2 separate regions of the Mus musculus genome follow, and region 2 is linked to region 1. Evidence: chromatin contacts called from public HiChIP or PLAC-seq data. All regions are on one chromosome and are shown on one strand. Each heading gives the region's core, a stretch centred on a gene start, on an enhancer-like site or on the middle of the called end of the contact. The rest is flanking DNA. Distances are from core to core; before and after follow the strand shown. Region 1 has its middle 34 kb from the start of Tpbg. Region 2 overlaps Ube2cbp (ubiquitin-conjugating enzyme E2C binding protein).

Region 1 (4,645 bases), core at 1,546-4,045:
CTAACTGTCCATCTGCTACATAACCTTTGAGTCTCTTTCCTCTGAAGCTCTGCTACCCTGAAATTCTTAATGCCATGCAGTGATTGCCCGAAGCAAATGAAAAACAGCAAAACCTTTGCCATGTTGATAAAGGCAATTATGTTATCCAAAGACAAGGGTGAGAACTTGCTATTGCCTTTGCCTTAAAGCAAGGTATGACCTTCAGGCCGGTTTCTTACTCCTGATACACACAATGATGCTGGATCACATGTATGCTTCTCCTGTGTGTTTTCATTGGTAATTGTTATTATCTCTTTTGTCTTATCACACAGTAGTGAGAATAGGGAGAGTAGCAACTGACAAACCGATATTTGTTTCCCGCTCTTCCGTGCTAAATTTCTCACCAATGAAATTCCTTTATTTCCTGAAGGCAGCCTAAGGATTTACCTTCCTAGGGTATAAAGTATACCCAACCTCGTCATCTTTCTTGCTTTCTCATGTCAAAAACATTTGATGGGGAGGTGTAGTTTAGCTAATGTCAAAGGAGATCTGTACATGATACATTTAGTTGTCAAAGATAATTCATGATGGGACCACCCAAAGGAAGGAGCCAATATCATTTGCTTTCCCAGGGTCATGAAGACTTTCCCATGATGCAGAGGTTAAGATTGGGGCTTTGGCCACATGATTATTATTCTTAGTATCCTCAGCTTTGGAGCCTGCCAAGGACTGTCAATGCTAGTGTGGGCTGCTGTTTATATGATATAGCTGGTTAGGTGTTAGGCGGAGTTCTGAGGTTTTGCGCACTTCTCCTAGAACATTCCAAGGTACTTAAAATTCTTCGTTTCAGAGTCCACGATTTAGTGAATTCTCTGCTTCAAATGTAAGTAGCCCGAAGGGATGTCACAAGAACCCGTTACCAGTCATCAAACAGTGGAAATTGACCTATAGGATTCTTTCCTGGTGACAGTAGTGGACCAAGAAGAAAGTGAGAATTCAACAGAGAAGTTTTCCCTGAGGTAAAATTGCTCTCCGCCTCTGCACTGGCCACATTTCCCTCAGCTGCTTCTTCCTTTCCAAAACCTGAGGTCCAGAGTTCCTCCGAGAAAGCAAGCTGTAGCATGAACACCAGAGAAGCAGCTAAACAGAGACCTTCACCTGCCTGCAGAGTGAGCTGTGGTCAAAATCACAAGAAGGTAGCTTTACATTTTTCTTCTCCAGCTTAGAAGTCAAAGAAGGACTGGCCAAGCTCATATCTGACATCAGAAGCTCCTAACTACCCCTTTAAGTCACTGTCAGGACTAGGAGTGTCTGTGCTCTGAGTGAAGCATGATGAAGAAGACATCGTCTACTTCTGGGCTTCTTTGACTCCTGGATGGCCACTTAGCTCCACCCATTTTAGAAGAGGCTTTTTTAAATGTTATACTCACAGCTAACCTGGCTTTTCCACCGTACTGCACTGTTGCCTGAGAACAGCTAGAGACTGAACTATCTGACTTGTAGTCTCTTCCTGGGTTTCTCTCTGTCTCTTGATCTGTCTGTCTCTCAATAACCAGCCTAGGCTCCTGCTCGTGTCTTTCAAGAATTCTCATTCATTTTAGAAAGGGGAAAGAACTGTGAATTGAAAGTACCCCATGGAGGAAACACTCACTTTCCAACAAATTGTAGGTGGTTTTGTAAATTAGATTCACCTCGAGATGTTTCAATCCACATATTACTTTCTGTTATTGATTTATTGAACTTGTCATATTATCTCTCTGTGAAATTTATCCTTTATGAGAAAATCTTCTCTAAATAAAGAAGTTTCCACTTCATATAATAGTATTATTTTTATTCAATTACTGGGTCCTTTGCTTCTGCCTAAAAACATATGGAAGGCTTTCTCTGTTCTGTGGGGTGGGGGTGGGGTGGGAAAGAAGAAAGAAATTCTTTTATGGATGCTGTGTTCTACGAAACAAATGGTTTATGTCTTTCCTTCCATTCCTTAAAGATGTGTGTGTGTGTGTGTGTGTGTGTGTGTGTGTGTGTGTGTTTGTAAGTAAGTCAGAGATCAACCTCAGGTATCCTCTGCATCCTCAGGAGCCATCTGCCTGGGGTCTTGTGTGTGTGTGTTGCTTTCTTTGTTTGCTGTTTTCCTTTTAGACAGGATATCACTATGTAGCCTTGTCTGGCTTGGAACTTGAATGTAGACCAGGCTGGCCTCAACCTCACAGAGATTTATCTGCCTCTGCCTTACATACTGTCTTAGTCGAGGTTTCTATTCATGTACAAACGTCATGACCAAGAAGCAAGTTGGGGACGAAAGGGTTTTTTCAGCTTACACTTACACATTGCTGTTCATCACCAAAGGTAGTCAGGATTGGAACTCAAGTAGGTCAGAAAGCTAATGCAGGGGCCATGGAGGCATGTTACATACTGGCTTGCTCAGCTTCTTCTTTTATAGAACTATAGACTAGCAGCCCAGCAATGACACCACCCACAATGGGCCCTTCCCCCTTGATCACTAATTGAGAAAATGCTTTACAGCTGGATCTCATGGAGGCATTTCCTCTGGGGGAGGCTCCTTTATCTGTGATAACTCCAGCTTGTGGCAAGTTGACACACAGAACCAGCCAGTGCATATGTGCTGAGATTAAAGGCATGTGCCACCACACTGGGCACATTCCCAGTTTTTTGGTACATAGTCTTTCACTGGGACATGGGGCTTGTGGAGTAGGATCGAATAAGCTTAACAGATCATCCCAACTTAAGAGATGCCTTCAGATTGTAGGCATATCCTACCACACCCGGCTTTTACATACAGGCAGTGGATTGAGCTCAGATTCTCATATTTTACTGACTGAGTCATCTTCCCAAGAGATGTTTATCTCTCCCAACCTACCATTTTATCCTCAATTTCCTGTAACAATTTTCTTTCTCATGCCAACATATTTGTTGAGTGAATAATTTGTTCAGGGTACCGTGAATCTTCCATGTATTACTTCTTTATTTATTGGAAGAAGAGTCTTCTCTCATATAATACATTTCTCCTCCCTCCTCTCCTCCCAGTTTCCCCCACCCTCTCTCTCCCAGACCCACTCCCCCTCCATTTTCCTTCAGAAGGTAGGCAACCAAGAGACAACAACCAAACATGTCATAACAGGATACACCAAGACAAGGCAAAAGCCATCATTTTGAGGCTGGACAAGGCAACCTAGTAGGAGGAAAAGTCTCCCAAGAACAGATAAGAGTCCAAGTGCTAGGAGTCCCACAGAAATGCCAAGATAACAGCCATAACATACTCAGAGAACTTGGCAGAGATCCTTGCAGGCCCCATGCTTGCCACTTCGGTATCTGCAAGCCCATATGAACCCTGCCTAGTTGATTTAGTGGACCATATTCTCCTCTTGTCTTCCATCCCCTCTGATTCCTGTTTTCTTTTTTCCTCCTTTTCTGATCTCCAAGGGGAGGGATCTGATAGAGACCTCCAACTTAAGACTCTCTGCATAATGTTTGGCTACGAGTTCCTCAGCATCTGCTCCCATCCACCACCAGAGGAAGCCTCTCTGATGATAACTGAACAAGGCACCAATCTATGAGTATAGCAAAATATCATCAGAAATCATTTCATTGGCCCTGGGGTGGGGGTCAGTCCTGTTTGGTTCTACCCTAGGTGTCTAGGCTATCCAGTGACTGACTATCCACTCAGTGCAGGGCATGGGCTCCTTTTTAAGTCATGGCCTCAAGTTAAACCAGACATTGGTTGGCCACTCTTATAAGTTCTATACCATCACTGACCCAGCATATCTTGCAGGCAGAAGAGACTGTAGGTCAAGGGATTTGTGGTCGGATTGGTGTCCTGGTTTCTCTTTCTGTAGCCTGCAGAGTACCTTCTTGAACCAAAGGGTCTAGAATGTAGATTCCATGCAGGTATTGGCTCTACCTCTTTCCATTCAACAAGCTGTGTGGATGTTGTCCTTGACAATGGGGCCCCACTGGCAATATTCAGAGAGTGACCCTTTCTGTCTTAGCATCAGCCTGGGTTGTTTAAGGATCTCCATGGGATCTCCTAAGCCAACAATTTGACCAAATGCAACCCAGTCCCACCACTGGAAGCCTTGCTTGGCTACAAAAGTTGGTCAGTTCCGTGCTACTTACTAAAGATCTACGTCATCTAATGAGGCAGGTTGAATTAGGAGCCCTATGTAGAAAGATTGCACTAAACCCTGAGGTGTAGAGTATCAGTATGTTGCTCAGGAGTTAGATAGAGTATATGGCTAGTCAGGCAAGGTTTCGTTTTTACCCTATAGGGGCTATCTAAGTTGTTCCTATCACCCATACGCACACTCTCTCTGCCAACCCTCCCCCCCCAACCAATTGTTACATTACTGTACTATACGAGATTTGTTTGTCTTTATTTTATTTAACCTGCCAACAACAGCTGCCACTGTGAAGCGTGTGGTGCTTTCTCCAGCCTTCATTTCCATGGCAATACTCTACTGCTTTCGAACTGTAAATATTCTCTCTGGCCTTACTGATTTATCTTTTTAAATCCTGTCAAAAGTCATGATGTGACTTGGGATTTTTTTTTCTTCTGAATGCTTTCTCTGTGTGACTTCAGTGACTCACATGTCCCTTATGGTCAAGTCCTGTAAGCACAGCATCCCTTTGTCTTGAGCCCTAGGTT
Region 2 (4,250 bases), core at 226-2,725, 640 kb after region 1:
CTTCTCAGTTGTGAAAAATTCAACCACTTACACAGAGCTGACTAAAGTGCACACACACTGTCAGCATTGCACATAACACCCAAAACATCGGGTTGTGTGTCTACAGTCCTCAACTGTACTGCTTAGGAGATCTCAGCGCGGGAGGAAAGTTTACACACACATTCAACACAGATGTAAGTTTTCTTGTGTTGATTTTTCAGCTGAACTTGTAAATCTGACTGGCTGTTCCATGAACCACACGGTCTCCATAAGATGATGTGTAGGAAGGCAGCTGGGGGGGGGGGTCTCCTTCTGCTTGCATCTCACTCATCTTAGTGGTTCCATCCTCAAGATCTCTTAGAGGCCCTGCCTCCGAACAACACCTCTGTGGGGAGTTAGAACTTATACCCATAGATTCCAAGAAGACTCTTGGTCTATAAGAAGGTTGCAGCATGTAGAGGGGAGAAGAGGGAACAGGAAAGAGCCAGCGGAAGCCTGGTTGCATAGAAGACTGACCAGGGAGATAAACATCAGGAGGCTAATGGGAGACGGGATTTATACTGTGCAAGAATACAGTTACATGGAAACAAAGGGAGGATGCTAGAATGGACCTGTGGCAGTGGGCTAGAATTAGGGATACCTCTATGAGATCATGGTTTAGGATGTGCATAGCTACAGAGATATAAATAGGTGGGAATGAATGTTTGTGTGTTAGTCAACAGTGTCATCTATGTGCCAGAAGTCTAAAAGAAATGACATTCCAATAGTAATGAGCACCAAATCTTAGTCTAGAAGGACAATTTTCTATTTAAAAAGAAGTCCTGGGGATTTAATTTGGTGGCATATGCAAGGCCCTAGGCTAGATTCCCAGTGTGTAGTTGTGCACACACACACACTATACATGCATACATGCACGCTTTTTGAGACAAGGTCTCAAGTGTCCCGGTCCAGACTCACACTCAGCTATGTAATGGAGGATGACCGGGAACTCCTGGTGCTCTTGCTTCTAAATCCCAAGTGTTAGGATTACAGGCATGCCCTGCCCCACGTAACCAGTACACACTCCTTGGAATGTTTTTAAAAGGCAAAACAATAAGGTTGCTTGAGAGAAAACTACATCAGGACTAGAGTAGAAAGAAAGAAAATCAAACTAGATAAGCCTATACCATACTACTGAGCACCAAAGTAAAGAGGCAGACAAAGGAAGTGAGAATGTCCTGTGTAGAGACTCCACTTTCAGTGTCTTGGGGCATTCTTACTATTATTATTCAGGGGCCACACCCTCCTTAAAGCTACCCAGGACAGCACATCTCCCTGAAAAGCAGCTATCGTCCTTAAATGCCCCATAAGACTTAGTGCTATACTTCTAGATTCAGCTTCAGCAAGTTCTTAGACACTGGATACTAACGAAACAGGACATCTGCAACTCTTACAGGCTAAATGTCATGGTGAAAATATTTATCCAATGCTGCAAACCAAGACCTTTTGTTTATTTTGTTACTAGAAATAGGGTTAATAAACACTTAGACATGAGGTAATCAGTGTGTTAGTCACCTTACTGTCACTGTGACAAAGCGTCTGAGAAATGCAACTTAAGAAGAAACTTGCATGGTATCTCCAGCTTCAGTCATTCTGGACCACAGCCTCTAAGGCCTGTTGCCTTGGGTCCGAGGAAAAGCTGAATATTACGGTGAGGAGCATAAGGCACAGCTGTTTGCCTCGTGGCAGTCAGGAAGCAATGAGAGCTGAAGAGCATGGGCTGCTTTTAACCATGATCCGCCCCTCACCGTTTCCATTTCTCCCAATAATCCACTTAGCTATGAGTCTATCAATGGGCTACTCCGCTGATGAACTTAGGACCATCAAAATCATGTCACCTCTGAACACTGATACTCTGGGAGGTCAGACTTTCAACACATGAGCCTTCTGCACACTTCAGATCTAAACCCTATCAGCCCCACTCCTTCAAGCTTTCTTCTGCTTAGCATCTCACAGTGCATACCTCATTCCACTCAGTGTGTTAGGCAAATGTTACCTCTCATTTAAATAAAAGACTTATTCTCTACCCCTCACTTCATTGTGGTTTTCCAGGTATTTCTCTCTATTTAGTATACTACTTTATGGTTCTTATTTTACCCTTTGTTTTTGTATTTTTCTCTGGCCATTATTCATTCATCCACTGCTATTATGAGCAAGAATGTAAAGTGGTGTAGAGACTATAGAAATTAGTATGAAATTTTTTCAAAAACTAAAATTAAAGCTATGACATGACTAGGCTATATTATTCCTCTGTGTCTGTAGTTTGTGTATGTTTGTGTATGTGTGTATGAGTGTGGGTGTGTATGTAGGTGTGAATATGTATGTATGTGTGTGTGTAAGTGTGTGTGTGAATGTTTGTGTATGTGTGTATAAGTGTGAGTGTGTATGTGGGTGTGAATGTGTATGTGTGTATGTGTGTGTTTATCTGTGTATATGTGTATGAGTGTGGGTGGGCATGTGGGTGTGAATGTGTGTATGTATCTGTGTGTGTATGTGTGTGTGTTTGTGTATGTGTGTATGTATAGCTGAAAGACTCTTGGGTCCTATCACAGAGATTTTTTCACATCTATGTTTATTACTGCACTACTCACAATGGTGAGGAAATGAATCCAGATGAATGAAAAAATAAAGTTGGTCCATATACACAATGGAATTTTATTCTGTCATGAAGAAAAATGCAATCATGGCTCTCTCACGAAACTGGATGGACCTGGATCCAGCTCATTACATTATATCAAACTCAGTCAGATGACATGTTTTCTCGGATGGCATGGATACTAGATTTTAATTTTTATATATGTGGGTGAAGGTGGGTTTAGGTCATATAATAAGAACAGAGACAGTGAGAATGAGAAATGAGGTCCTAAGGAAGCAGGGAGATGAGAAAGAAAAATAAGATAGCAGAATGCATTTGCCATGACGCAGAAGAGAGCAAATGGGGAATGGAAGGGGGCCAGCAGGTGGGGTTGGGGATGGGCTTGGAGCAGAAGAACAGCAAAAGAATATACAAATACCGGAACAAAACCCATCTGCTGCAGGACATTTGATCACACTGTGAACCCCAAGATTGTGTTATTTACTGAAAAAAAAAATCTTTCTCGTTGCGGTATGGTTTAGCCCTTAGCCCACACCCTTAATCCCTCTGGCTGGAATACAGACACACCCTTAGCACACACCTTTAATCCCAAAAGATGAAGGTGAAGTTAGTGTGTAGAAGGAAGCACCCATGTTTGAAAATGATGTCTAATTGAGTGGCAGACAAAGTGACGAGTCAGGGAAAGATTTGACAAAATAGGATATGCCCACCTCTCACGAGGAGAGGAGGAAGAGGCAACAAAAGAGAAAGCAGCACAGGGAGAGAAAAGGAAGAAGGAAGTTTTTTTACTGAGAGGGTTTTACGGAGACAGGTTGAACAGAAAACACGCTGGACACAGGTGAAGACAGTACAAACAAGACAATGAAGGAGCGAGAAGATGAAAACAAATTGCCAGAATTAGTATGAGGCCACACAGAGCAATTCAGGAGAGGCAGAGAGAGAGAGAGAGAGAGAGAGAGAGAGAGAGAGAGAGAGAGACAGGAATTAGATAGTATAGAGAGGAGTTTGAGCCAGAACAGCTGAGTTGGCCAGCCAGCCAGAGATCAGAAAGAGCTAGAAAGGGTGAGCTTATTCAGCAGCAAGTCTCAGAGGCTGAAGACAGTCTAGGTCTAGACAAAAGTGTATGCAGGCTAGAAGCTTCTAGGAGTAGACCTAGGTTAGCAGACTGAAGCAGTAAGCCTTAGAGACTACAATTACATTAGGAGAATTACAATTACACCCATCATTTTGTATTCCTAACCTTGAAATGCTAATATAAACACACACACACACACACACACACACACACACACACACACACATACACATACACACGTACAGTAATTCCACCCTTAGGTAGGAGTGAATATATATATGCCAAGTGCCACATACCTTTAATCAAGGCAGAAGAAGCGAGTGAATCTCTGAGTAAAAGGCTAGCCTAGACTGTAGGGCAAGTTCCAGGATGGCCAGGACTACACAGAGAAGCCCTGTCTCAAAACCCCAAAACTAAATAAATTAATTAACTAAAGATGAGGATCCAAACTCAATAAATAAATTTATTAATAAATAAAAGGAGTAAAACTTCTAGTAAATACATAGATTTTCAAATTTTATTTGACAAAAAAAAAACCCTCATGCGTATGCTACATGGGGA

What was found. HiChIP or PLAC-seq counts read pairs in DNA pulled down with a chosen protein or histone mark.
Region 2: a contact with region 1 is called in a CTCF HiChIP or PLAC-seq map of the NIH/3T3 cell line, with 5 read pairs. The contact joins two enhancer-like sites. A contact is called at or near these places in 6 of 39 promoter capture datasets (the HPC-7 cell line, cranial neural crest, hematopoietic stem and progenitor cells and 3 more), 1 of 15 datasets of contacts at CTCF or cohesin (the NIH/3T3 cell line), 11 of 115 datasets of contacts at active chromatin or transcription factors (the 230-238 cell line, SST interneurons, bone marrow-derived macrophages and 8 more) and 2 of 9 other capture datasets (embryonic stem cells and pancreatic islet).

Annotation. Positions count from the first base shown.
Region 1 is chr9:85,806,651-85,811,295 of GRCm38.p6, forward strand. No RefSeq gene overlaps it. Among named protein-coding and RNA genes, the nearest start is that of Tpbg, 34 kb to the right of the region's middle. Within about 2 kb of position 2,796, at least 28 of the 459 cell types and tissues checked have an H3K27ac peak or open chromatin away from gene starts, as enhancers often do. A contact at or near this core is called in the NIH/3T3 cell line, where this site is marked.
Region 2 is chr9:86,452,601-86,456,850 of GRCm38.p6, forward strand. All of the region lies in intron 1 of Ube2cbp (ubiquitin-conjugating enzyme E2C binding protein), which reads right to left. Among named protein-coding and RNA genes, the nearest start is that of Ube2cbp, 10 kb to the right of the region's middle. Within about 2 kb of position 1,476, at least 21 of the 459 cell types and tissues checked have an H3K27ac peak or open chromatin away from gene starts, as enhancers often do. A contact at or near this core is called in the NIH/3T3 cell line, where this site is marked.